2 separate regions of the Mus musculus genome follow, and region 1 is linked to region 2. The links are chromatin contacts, called in public HiCAR-type maps. All regions are on one chromosome and are shown on one strand. Each heading gives the region's core, a stretch centred on a gene start, on an enhancer-like site or on the middle of the called end of the contact. The rest is flanking DNA. Distances are from core to core; before and after follow the strand shown. Region 1 has its middle 23 kb from the start of Fbn1. Region 2 has its middle 19 kb from the start of Dut.

Region 1 (6,303 bases), core at 3,422-5,921, 270 kb after region 2:
GATGCTTCAAAAATGTGTCAGGAGTTATTTGTAAGCCCTGGGAGGCAGAAATACAACCTTTTCTGGGGGAAATGAGTTCATATTACAAGAACTTGTCATTAAAGGGCAAAAATTACAGCTCAGACTGGCAACGTCTGCCCAGTTTTCTTTCCCTTTGATTGTCTGGGAAGACTCAGGGCCTAGCCACCCTGAGACTGTGCATTTTCCTAGCTGGCTGGGACAAGATGACTCTGGCACGAACAGCTGCTAAGAGGGCCAGGGGACCCTACACTGACCATTGCCTTCTCGATGACAGCAACTATCCCAGGAAATGTCTGTGTTTCAGGCTGCCAAATGCATGTTTTTTATGTCCTAAGCAGAGGTATGGGTATCAGGAACCCTGAGACCTTGCTTTAGCGGCAGAAGGGGAGAGGGCCTCTAAGAAGAAGGGCTTCTTGTCCCTGTTGGTTTTGGTTTGATTGAGACAAGTTCTGAGAGGCCCTCTGCCCTCTGTTTCTTCCGAGGCAGGCAAGCAGCACAGAACTATTCTAGACACAAGTATCTTAATCCACCTCTTGTGTCTCTCTTGCTTGTTCCCCACCCTGAGACATACAGGGAAGATGGAGAATTCATAACGTGTGTGTCAGAGAGGGGCGTGGCCATGTAGTAAAAGGATGTGTTATAGGGTGTGGGCCCTGGAGGATAAAGGGCTTGCACAAAAAGGCATGGGCCAGAGTTCGTGTTCTCTCGTCTAACCTCTGTAGATAAAACCACAGCAATGGCCAAGCCACACCATACACTCTTCTGTGACCAACCTACCAAGTTCTGGGTCTGATGATCTTCAAGGTCATGAAAATTTCAGATAACCAAATGCCTTAGCATGCCCTAGATAGGCAAAGAGAACCAGTTTGAGGGGTTATGGGAGGACAGTTTTTTCTTTTTTTTTTTTAATTAGGTATTTTCCTTGTTTACATTTCCAATGCTATCCCAAAAGTCCCCCATACCCACCCCCCCAATCCCCTACCCACCCACTCCCCCTTTTTGGCCCTGGCATTCCCCTGTACTGGGGCATATAAAGATTGCAAGTCCAAAGGGCCTCTCTTTCCAGTGATGGCTGACTAGGCCATCTTTTGATACATATGCAGCTAGAGACAAGAGCTCCGGGGTACTGGTTAGTTCATATTGTTGTTCCACATATAGGGTTGGAGTTCCCTTTAGCTCCTTGGGTACTTTCTCTAGCTCCTCCATTGGGGGCCGTGTGACCCATCCAATAGCTGACTGTGAGCATCCACTTCTGTGTTTGCTAGGCCCCAGCATAGTCTCACAAGAGACAGCTATATCTGGGTCCTTACAGCAAAATCTTGCTAGTGTATGCAATAGTGTCAGCATTTGGAAGCTGATTATGGGATGGATCCCTGCATATGGCAATCACTAGATGGTCCATCCTTTCGTCACAGCTCCAAATTTTGTCTCTGTAACTCCTTCCATGGGTGTTTTGTTCCCATTTCTAGGAAGGGGCAAAGTGTCCACACTTTGGTCTTCGTTCTTCTTGAGTATCATGCGTTTAGCAAATTGTATCTTATATCTTGTGTATCCTAAGTTTCTGGGCTAATATCCACTTATCAGTGAATACATATTGTGTGAGTTCCTTTGTGTTCCTTTGGGTTGCCTCACTCAGGATGATACCCTCCAGGTCCATCCATTTGCCTAGGAATTTCATAAATTCATTCTTTTTAATAGCTGAGTAGTACTCCATTGTGTAAATGTACCACATTTTCTGTATCCATTCCTCTGTTGAGGGGCATCTGGGTTCTTTCCAGCTTCTGGCTGTTATAAATAAGGCTGCTATGAACACAGTGGAGCATGTGTCCTTCTTACCGGTTGGGACATCTTCTGGATATATGCCCAGGAGAGGTATTGCGAGATCCTCTGGTAGTACTATGTCCAATTTTCTGAGGAACCGCCAGACTGATTTCCAGAGTGGTTGTACAAGCTTGCAATCCCACCAACAATGGAGGAGTGTTCCTCTTTCTCCACATCCTCGCCAGCATCTGCTGTCACCTGAATTTTTGATCTTAGCCATTCTGACTGGTGTGAGGTGGAATCTCAGGGTTGTTTTGATTTGCATTTCCCTGATGATTAAGGATGTTGAACATTTTTTCAGGTGCTTCTCTGCCATTCGGTATTCCTCAGGTGAGAAATCTTTGTTCAGTTCTGAGTCCCATTTTTTAATGGGGTTATTCAATTTTCTGGAGTCCACCTTCTTGAGTTCTTTATATACATAGATATCGAGTGAAAAGGAGCGTGGTTTCGCTCTGCACTGAATGGAGCCTTTTGACTTTGGAGAACCGTGAAGTAAAATGATGGCCAGTCCCTAAGCAATAACTCACATCTGAGTTAGTTCAGTGGGAGGACTGCCTTGCAGATCACTCATTAGTTTGTTCTGAGGTGATATTTAAAAGTAAGAGGGACAAAAAAGTATCTAAACTAAAATTATAGAAAATTAATAAATAGCAGCGCTGTGATTTTATAGAAGAGGATATTCAAATATTTGGATTCAGTTTCTTATTTCTGAGGTTTGCACATTCTGTACAATAATTTAATTAGACTTGGATGGCTTTGATACCTAGTGGGACACTGGTGGTGTGGTTTCTGTATCTCATATATGACATGTGATGATTACAGCATATGAGGTAATGTTATACAATACATAGTACACACGAATGAAGACAGAAATAAACACATACTCACTCAGTACTCAGATTCATGACAGTCAATTTATATTCACGGAGGAACAGATTTTTTAGCTCATTGGGTTTGAAGCTAAATATATTGCCAAAGGATTAGAGCCATATTCCACTTCTTCTAGGCAAATCTCATGTTTACAGCCATAATAGGACTCTTCTCCTATGCACATGTGTGTGCAGTCTGAACTCGTTGATAAGCAAGCACCTTTTCTGAAGATGCCTGAACTCCTCCAAGAGACTAACTGCTTTTCTTCTGAGAAGATTAAATTACTAGGTTTTTTTTTTTAAGAGCCAGCTTGCTTTCTTTTCTTTTCTTTCTTTCTTTCTTTCTTTCTTTCTTTCTTTCTTTCTTTCTTCCTTCCTTCCTTCCTTCCTTCTTCCTTTCTTCCTTCCTTTCTTTCTTTCTTTCTTTCTTTCTTTCTTTCTTTCTTTCTTCCTTCCTTCCTTCCTTCCTTCTTCCTTCCTTTCTTTCTTTCTTTCTCTCTCTCTCTCTCTCTCTCTCTCTCTCTCTCTCTCTCTCTCTCTCTCTCTCTCCTTCTCTCCTCCTCTCCTCTCCTCTCCTCTCCTCTCCTTTCCCCTCCCCTCCCCTCCCCCTCTCTCTCTCTCACATACACACACAAACACACACACAGTCTCACTGTGTAGCCCTGGCTGGCCCTGAAATCAATTTGTAGACCAAGCTGGCCTCAAATATCCAAGGAGCCACCTTCCTCTGCATCCTGAGTACAGGGATTAACTGATTTAATTAACATTTTCAAGTGAACATAGATTATGTAGTCAGAAACACCAAAGCAAAGCTGTGCCTGGGAATATATAATGCATCCATGTGCACAAATGTGGATTCCCAAGTGCGGTAGCAGTGTATTTGATGGGGGGATGCTTGGTAGTACCGTAGAGTATTGGTTAGTTTCTGTTTCGATAACAAAGTACCCAAATTCAGGTACTTGTAAAGAAGAGAAGTTCATATATGTCACAGTTCCAGAGGGCCAAGAGTGCAGCAGCAGCAGCATCCTCTCTGTGTAAGCCAGATTACACCATAGGGGGAGAAGGGAGCCTCGGGGGAAGTGTCAGGCTTACTTAGGACAGCCCTAACCTGTTGGAAGCTCTTCCTCCACTGTAGAATTGGAGGAAGAAAGAAACCTGGAAAAATCACACTGTTGTTACTCAGTCCCAGTGGATATGGTATCTTAGTCTTTCAGTTGCTGGAACACAATACAAGAGACTGCGGAAGTTATAATGAATAGAGACTCGTTCAGTGTACAGCTCTAGAAGCTGAGATGTCCAAGATCAAGGACTCCCTCTTGTTCCATCATAACATAGTAGAAAGCATCACATGACAAGACAATACACAGGGACATGGGATTCAGCTACCACACCCTCCTAATCAACTCTCCTCTACAAGTCTTCAGGGGGGTGGGGGGAGGAGGGGACAGCATCTGTCCTGACCACCACTCAAATGTCCCACCTCTTTAGTGTCATCGAGTTGGCATTTGAAAACCATGGACTGAGTGAAAGCAAAGGCTGCATTCTTTTTCATTGTTGTTGTTTTGTGGTGTGTGTGTGTGTGTGTGTGTGTGTGTGTGTGTGTGTGTGTGTAGACAAAGACTCTCTGTGGAGCCATGGCTGTCCTGAAACTCACTATATAGGCCAGGCTGGCTTGGAACTCAGATCTGCCTGCCTCTGCTTCCCAAGTGCTGGGATTAAAGAGGTGAGCCACCATGGGCGGCCTTTCACACCTCTGCTGTAGAGAACGGGAAGTAAAATCGGCTGTATCTGGAACCCGTGCTCCACACACGGGGTTCCTGTATGGCTGGAGAGGGACCATCATTCAGGGGTAAAGACTTGCTGGAATGTTGACAGTTTCCTTCCCTAACCCTCTGTGACAGATAGCATGCTGTGTGAAGAGCCCGGCACAGCGGGGTGACCTCATCCTTAGTAGAATTCCCTCAAGCCTGCACAGTCACTGTTTAATTTCCAGCCAAGGCAATATCACCCCTCCCAGCCCTGAGCTTCAGATGGAACCCGCTGGGATGCTGCCATCCCAGAAAACATCATGTTCCAGCTTCGCATACTTTCTGCATGTGTGATACAAGGGTCTCCCCAAAAGGGTGGAGTCTTAGCTAAAAGGGGCCCTTAATTCCCAGCCCTTAAGGGGTTCACCATCTTGATCTTGTCGGGTGGTTTCCGAGAAGTTACATTTAAGAAGCTGAGTCTGTCTTTACTCAGACGTTGGCCTCTCTGAATTTAGATGACTAAACTCTTGTAATTTCTTACTCCCCTCTGGTTTGATGGGTGGTGTTTCTGCCAGAAGGAGGTAAGTCGGTCCAAAAGGTTCTCTCTCACCATCAGGAATCCTGTCTGCTGTCCAAATGCCTGATGAGAAAAGACTTGGGGTCAGACACTGGGAGATTGGAAAGCATCTTGGAGACCTTCTGTCATTAGAGTCCTAAATGCATGGGGACAATGACTGGGCAGATGAGTGTGCCAATGGGTAAGTTCTTATCAGACCTGATGCTGCACCCACAGGGCTCACAGTGGAGCATTTTACAATCCATGTTGGTTGGACAAACACACACACACACACACACACACACACACACACACATGAACTAAAGAGACAAAGGAATTCCTCTTCACTGGGAATCAGGAGACTCAGGATTTTAGATACCTGCACACATCAAATGGCTTTGTGTTAAGGTTGATCTCTTGGAATCTCATTTGTCTGTAAAATGGATAGTTTCCTTCAGACCTTCTGTTCTCTAAAATCCATCAAGTTCCTCATCTTTACTTCTTGTGAGATTTCCACAGTGCCTGGGCATGCTGTGAAAGCCAAGGAGGAGGGGCGCCTGGAATACTTTGCAGCTATGTATGGGGCATTCTTTCTGAGCATTTCAGTCCAGGGCACACAGGAGGAAACTTCCAAAGGTGAAGTCTCAACATTTCTGCTGGTCCCCACTGAGTTTGTGTCAAGAAACACACACATACAGAAAGAGAGATGGGGGGTATTTTTACTTCATTTCTGTCTGTTTATGGGGGATTTTCCTGCTGTTAGAGGGTGGAAAAATAAATGATTACTCACAAACATCTACTTCAGCCCAAGACTCACTCTCATCTCCAAGATTCCCACTCCCATTGTCTCATCTCAGCCTCTGGCAAATGTTACTCTAAGCAGAGCCAATGTGGACACCGTGGCACTGAAAAGTTGGCCATGGCTACCCCTCTAGTCTTACCCCATACAGACTTGTTTCTATCTGCATTGGTACATTCTAGTCTCCACACTGTGAAAGTGGTGCCTATGTTTTGAGTGTGGGTATAATGCCACCTCAGTCATCAGAAGTTTTTCTTGTTTTCTCCACCAGGTCATCACATGAATGTTCTTCCTTCAGGTTTCAGTCCAAATGTCAAGGGGAGTTAACTTGCTCTGGTTGTTTGTATAGAAATGGCCCTCAGAGACTCATGTGTTCAAATGCTTGGCCAATAGGGAGTGGCATTATTAGGTGTGGATTTTTTGGAGAAAGTATGGCCTTGTTGGAGGAAGTATGTCCCTGTGGGGGCAGGCCTTGAGGCCATAGATGCT
Region 2 (6,759 bases), core at 77-2,576:
GAAAACGACAGTTTGCAATTCTTTTTTTTTTTTTTTTTTTGGTTTTTCGAGACAGGGTTTCTCTGTATAGCCCTGGCTGTCCTGGAACTCACTTTGTGGGCCAGGCTGACCTCGAACTCAGAAATCCGCCTGCCCCTGCCTCCCGAGTGCTGGGATTAAAGGCGTGCGCCACCACGCCCGGCTCTACAGTTTGCCATTCTTAACAGTCTTTTTATCAAATAGGTTTTTTTTTATTTCCATCTTAGGAAGATAAAAGACTATTTGAGAATCAAAATAATTAAATATTTGTAAAATACAATATTGAAATTGTCATCCAGAGAAGCAGTTCTCAACCTGTGGGATGTGACCCCTTGGGGTATTTAACGACCCCGTCACAGGGCTTGCATATCAGACATCCTGCATGTCAGATATTTACATTTCGGTGGGAGGTCACCACAGCGTGAGGCTCTGTGCTAGCATTAGGAAGGCTGGGAACCACTGATGCAGAGGCTTTCATCCAGGTGCCCACTAGATGTCACTTTCTGTTTGCTTTTTAACTAAAAAAAAAAAAAAACCAACTCAATTATAAATTGAAGACTCCCAGTGGACCCAAAGCCTGGCAGAAGATGGGATGTAGCAACATTTGAGAGCAAATGGGCAGGAGTTGTTTGAAAAGTGAGATTATGTCCTTAAGGTTTGGCTGGTTGTGGACTTTGTCTAATCGCCCCCTGGCATTAGGAAGGCCGAGAACCCAGCGGGCCCTGCCCTCCTGCTGTGTTGAAACAAAAATGAAAATTATGCCAAGGAACTAGATTTTTCTTCCATTTTCTCTTTTCTTCTTCCCCCTCCCTATTTTAAGGAGAATGTGGCTTTTTCAAGAATTACCCTTTAATGAAATCACTTACAACATTTTAAGATCAAGTCTTCTTTGTTTGAACTTTCTAACCTTAAATTAAAACTGCCTTAATCTTAATTATCTGCGTGAAATGCATGTAGCAGGGACAAGAAGACTTCTAGAACTTTCCCTGGAGTTGTCTGAGGTAACCCACTTCATGTATTTGCCAAAAATCTAATAGCTGGATTCAGTGAAGGCCATGTCCCCAGTGGTTTTGTTTTGTGTCACAGCTGTTTGTTTATTTGTTTTAAGCTGTCATTGTATTTTGGCTGCACGACGGGTTAAATGCCTCGGTATTAGTAAACGTCGCAGGCCTGCCCACTTCCTGTCCCATCAAGTCTCCCCTTGTAAGAATAACAGTGTTCTTTTATTTGGTAGTGCACAGCGTGATGTTTTTGGCATTCCCAACGTTTTTTTGACTTGCAAAATTGTGTGACCTCGAGTGTGAGAGAGCTGAATGCTTTCCTCAGTACCTCACAGGGTTCCAATCTTCAAACGTTTCCTGGTGCAGATGTGAGAGAGCTGGGAGAGAATTATCAGCTTGCTTTGTCATCACAAACAACAACTAGGAATAATTGTCAGTATGTTCCTGAAAGGATGAAGCCCTGAGCACTTGGACTGCTGCTGCTGCTGCCACACTCTCCCAGCTGGCTCCTCTGGACAAAATGTGGCACTTGTATTTGCAGACATTTTATTCAGATCTTTAAAACATATTGTTTTCAAACCAACAGCCATGTTGGGGCTGAGGTTGCATTGCTACTCACGTGGAAGAATGGAAAAAATATCTGTATTGTGTGATCTTACATACCCAGCTCTGGTCTGCTGTCGGGTGGGTTCTGTAAGGCCATTGCACCAGAGGTCTGAACCAAAAGCCACCAGCTGACGCCATTTAAAATGCACCTGGTCTCTCTATCTCTTGGCTTATCTTTTCTTTTTCAGTAATGTGAGCATTATGACAGTGAGCATGTGGCGGACATCTCCTGCACTTAATGAGTGATGGCTGCTAATTATTTACCTCCAGATGTTGGGAACTAATTATATCCTGAAGAAAACAGATGGGGACAACCCAAGGTATCAGGGAGTACATCTCACAGTCACACCTTGGCTGCTCTGCCAGTGTTCTCAAAGTCTCCACCACCGACAAAAGTCTAAGTAATAGGAACTGGTGGAACTTGGTGGTGATAAAGGAACCTGCCAGCAGTCCTTAAGCCTAGAAATAGTTCCAACAGAGGCAAGCAGATCTCTGTGAGTTTGAGGCCACCCTGCTGTACAGAGTGAGTTTCAGGGCAGCCAGAGCTACAGAGAAAAACCCTATTAAAACAAACAAACAAACAAACAAACAAACAAGGTAGTCTTCTACCAAAGACCTTGTGATCAGAGTAACAGACAACAAGCCTCAAGGGTGATGTGGCAGCCATCATTGTAGCTAAAGCCCAGAGACAGCTGTTAACTCAGTCTTCTTGTTAAGCTTTCCTACGACTCCCTGGCCACCAGGTATGTTTTCTTTTCTAGAACCAAGTCCAAGGAGATTTGAATTGTATTACCAGGATTTACCTCATTTGTACCAAACACACACACGCCCCACAGCCAAGGGGAAGCCCTGCTGAGCTGCCCCCTTTATGAAAATCATGAAGTGTGCTGACACGTAGATACTGGTATAGTACACTTTGCAATCTTTACTTTTTATATGAAGTTATAATATGACATAATGAAATGCAAATTATGTTTTAAAGAAAAAGCCAACGTACATTAAAAAAAATCTAGCTTTCGAGTGAGAAATTGTGAAAACCCACTATGATACTTGTCAGTTGCTGGCAGCCTGAGCTTTGTTGGAGAGTGGTAATGCTAGCCAGGCCTGGGAGTCTACTGTCTGTGTTCTAACCCTGCCCTTCACCAGCTGCAGATTTGGGTGAGCTAATTAACCTCTCTGCCTTCAGTGTAACAAAGGGAATTATACTGCTTAGGACCGTATTTTTTTTTTAACTATTTTTTAATTTTTATTATTTGTTTCTTATTACAGATGGTTGTGAGCCACCATGTGGTTGCTGGGATTTGAACTCATGACCTCTGGAAGAACAGTCAGTGCTCTTAACCACTGAGCCATCTCACCAGCCCAGGATAGTATTTTTTAAGCCCAAATAAATTAATTTGCAAAATGCTTAACCCAGGGCCTACTCCCCAGGAAGTGCTTGGTAGAATCCACTATCCTTATCATTGCTGTGAAGTTATACAGGGAAGACCTTACAAATCTTGTCCTATTGGAATTAATGGCGTGTTATGTATTCTAGTGAGAACTTAGGAAAGAATGGAGGGCTTGAAGTCCAACTTTCCATATCTCTGAAGGACCTGAAAATAGTCTGTGTTGTAATCAGCTTTACCACCTTAATGCAAATGCAAGACTCAATGACATTTTTGTCATATATTGTCCTTCATGTTTGTAATGGGGTAGAAAATATTTTTTAATTGCTTTAAAACATTTTTACTCTACATGAATTTTTATAAAGATTTATTTATTTTTATTTTATAGTATAAATGTTTTGCCTTTGTGCGTGTATATATTCCTGCCTGATGCCTGGGAGATCAGAGAAGAAGGCATTGTTTGTCCGGAAATGGAGACATAGCTGTCTGGGAGCTTTCATGTGGGTACTGGGAATTGAACGTGCTCTCTAGAAGAACTAGAGGTCTTAACTGCTGAGCTCTTTCTCCAGCTCCCTACAGGATATATGTTTAAGTGGTTAAATAGTTGCCCACTAAAGAGGAAATGGGAAGAAATGCTGATCAATATGAAATATTTATCCTCTTGCTACTTGCTCTCTACGTTTAAAGCATCCGAATGTGTGTCCATCCGCTTAGTCTGAAGTAGAATCAGTGTTTTGTAAAGCACCGACCAGTCACCGTGCAGCTCACACCCACACACCACTCTGCTCCGTAGCACACCACATTTGAGATTGTTTACGGTTCTCTTACCCCTGTCTCTCCTGGAATTTGCTCTGTAGAGCCCAGGCTGGCCTCGTACTCAGAAACGCTCCCGCCTCTGCCTCTCCAGTGCTGGGATTAAAGGCGTGCGCCATCACCGCCTCGCTTTGTTTAGGAATCTTGTAAAGGTTTATTTTCATTTTCATGTCTCTGTATGTGTGTCTGAATGTTTGTCAAGTGTGCGAGTGTGCTCACAAAGGTCAGAGGAGGGCAATGGCCCCTGTAGAGCTGGAGTTACAGGTGGTTTGTGAGCTGTCTGACATGGGTGCTACGAACTTAAGTTGGGTCCTCTGGAAGAGTAGCAATGTACTCTTAACTGCTAAGCCATCTCTCCAGCCCCTATTTAGCAATGCTCATTTTTATAGGTCAAGAGGTGATCTGACTTACACAAACAAATGTTGTTAGAGGCAGAGCAAACTAAGTACTGTGCTTCTCCCGTGGCAGCATCTAGCCTAAACACGGAAGCTTACCCAACCCTCAGTTACTGTATTCACAACAAACACAGTGGCCAAAGACATGCAAACAGAGTCAAAGTGACCATGAATCTCTCTTGAACACTTAATGCCTGTCACGATAGTGGTTTTTTTTTTTTGTTTGTTTGTTTGTTTTTATCCTTGGTTGAGGGTAGAAAGTTAAAATTATTTGGATTTCTTCCCATGGGCCATTTTCTCTTCACTCATGGACTTGAGCTAGCAGAACCATCTCTATGGGTATAATTTATGGTCTGTGTGGTCTAGGGTTGCAGTGGAAATCTGGTAGATGTAATAGGTGCTCCTTGTCCCTTGGAAGAAAGTAGTTGGTGGGCTTGCAGGCGGCAAGGTCAAAGAAATCAAAGCTGTACAGGAATCACTCAGTTTTACTTGTTGAAGGTCTCATACTGACAAGTAGGTATACATTTCCTATTACAGCTTTAAAAATCTTCAACAGCACTTGGTATTCTCATACTGACACCTATTGTAATTCTCATAACTGCTGAACACTAAGCGTTACTGTTGTTGTTGCTGCTGTTGTTGTTTTAAGACAGGGTTTCTCTGTGTAGTCCTTTTTTTTAAAGATTTATTTATTTTATGTATATGAGCACACTGTCACTGTCTTCAGACATACCAGAAGAGAGCATTGGATCCCATTACAGAAGGTTATGAGCTACCACGTGGTTGCTGGGAATTGAACTCAGGACCTCTGGAAGAGCAGTCAGTGCCCTTAACCTCTGAGCCATCTCTCCTGCTCTTCTCTGTGTAGTCTTGACTGTTCTGGAACTTGCTCTGTAGACCAAGCTGGCCTGGAACTCAGGGATCTGCCTGCCTCTGCCTCCTGGGATTAAAGGCATGCACCCCCATGCCTGGTTTCAAACTTACATTTTAGATTGGAGTAAAACAGACACAGAAATCATAATGAGCTTAAGTGGCCAGTCCATTAAAGTTTTGTGTCCATGCATGTTCCTGAAACCTCCACCAAGTCCGGTGAGCAGGAAGGAGAATGAATAAGAACAAAGAATATATGAACATGCCAGCATGAAACTCATGACTCTGTATGCTAATTTTTGAAAGGTTGTGCCAGGATTTAGAGTATGGACCATTTACATCCCCTACTCTAGCATGTTTAGATGTCTCTTAATCTATACCCATCACCACCCTCCGCTCTATCCCAGATGTGCATCACCATCTCACTCTGCCATTAACAGCTGTGCTTGTTCTTGAGTGCCATGCTAAAGGTTCAGATGGCGTGCTCTCTTGTTCTTCTCTACAACTGAACCCTCTGTGTTGGGACCAGCTTCAGTAGCTAACTCTTCCATTTGGTTTTTGGTTTTTTTGTTTTGTTTTGTTTTTGCCATATGAATACAAGCTATTTGGGGAATTTCTACATGGCTGTTGCAGTCTTGTCTGTTTTAGGAGCTATCACCTAGGAGTGGAACTGCTAAGTTACACAGTGGTCATGAGCTTTCTAAGAAATAGTGTAGTTAGAAATCTTTTCTATAGATTGTATGTCAGTCTCTGCTGGAACATGCTACCAAAATGAATGCACCCCATTTCTCAGTGGCTTAAATACGTGATGTCTCTCTGGCTCGTGGGTATCTGAAAGGAAGGAAACTGTCCACAGCAGCTGTCCTCCATGTAGTAACTTTGTGATACAAACTGCTTTGATGTGTGTGTGTGTGTGTGTGTGTGTGTTCTGCACACTCTCTACCACCAAGCTACCCCTCAGTTCAAACTGTTTCCATCTTAAGCCTTCCATTCATTTCAGCATCAAGCCTCATCTGAAAGCATGGGGTTCAGATCCCTGGCTTCAGTGCTTTGACCTGGAAATGTCACAGGTCAGGTCTACTCACAAGCACTTGATCAGAACACATGGGCTCCCATTTGGAAAGGAAGTGAAGAGTTCTGAAGAACTAAAGAAAGGAGAAGCAGATGTTGGCCAGGATAAGTCATGCTGACCATCCTTCACACATCTGACAGAACCTTGCTTCTGATGTCACACTGCATGAGTTTGGTGTTAAAGCCTCAGAGAAGTAATTGTTTTCTTTGGAATCTTGATTGTTTTCTCCCTCATCTTTGGCTTCCTGTCTACTGTTAAGAAATCCAGTGCCAGTGTGATTCATTATGTAGGAACAGTTTTCCTCCTTGAAAAAAAAATGTTCTTAGCAGTTTTTCTTTATATCCTTAGTTTTCTGACGTTTCACAGTTTAGTATTTTACTCTTTTGATCACTGTTTTTCTGTGCTACACTCTAGACACTATTGTTTTGCTTTCCAATCATTTAGTTGATTTAAAATATTTGTATGTGCATATTTAAGAGATTTATCTTTTGTATACTATTAATTATAGAGCACACTGCTATTTTATTAATAAACTCAATTTTGGTTAACTAATGGCTTTCAAGGTTTCCTCTCATGTATCATCTCTCCTTTTCTTA

What was found. HiCAR-type assays count read pairs that join an accessible place to other places.
Region 1: a HiCAR-type map of fibro-adipogenic progenitors shows a contact between it and region 2, with 2.3 times the contacts expected there. The contact joins two enhancer-like sites. A contact is called at or near these places in 15 of 39 promoter capture datasets (the 3T3-L1 cell line, 3T3-L1-derived adipocytes, the HPC-7 cell line and 9 more), 2 of 484 Hi-C or Micro-C datasets (pancreatic cancer cells and trophoblast stem cells), 3 of 115 datasets of contacts at active chromatin or transcription factors (fibro-adipogenic progenitors, large pre-B cells and trophoblast stem cells) and 1 of 9 other capture datasets (embryonic stem cells).

What each region holds. Positions count from the first base shown.
Region 1 is chr2:125,526,125-125,532,427 of GRCm38.p6, forward strand. No RefSeq gene overlaps it. Among named protein-coding and RNA genes, the nearest start is that of Fbn1, 23 kb to the left of the region's middle. Within about 2 kb of position 4,672, at least 57 of the 459 cell types and tissues checked have an H3K27ac peak or open chromatin away from gene starts, as enhancers often do. A contact at or near this core is called in fibro-adipogenic progenitors, where this site is marked.
Region 2 is chr2:125,262,740-125,269,498 of GRCm38.p6, forward strand. No RefSeq gene overlaps it. Among named protein-coding and RNA genes, the nearest start is that of Dut, 19 kb to the left of the region's middle. Within about 2 kb of position 1,327, at least 37 of the 459 cell types and tissues checked have an H3K27ac peak or open chromatin away from gene starts, as enhancers often do. A contact at or near this core is called in fibro-adipogenic progenitors, where this site is marked.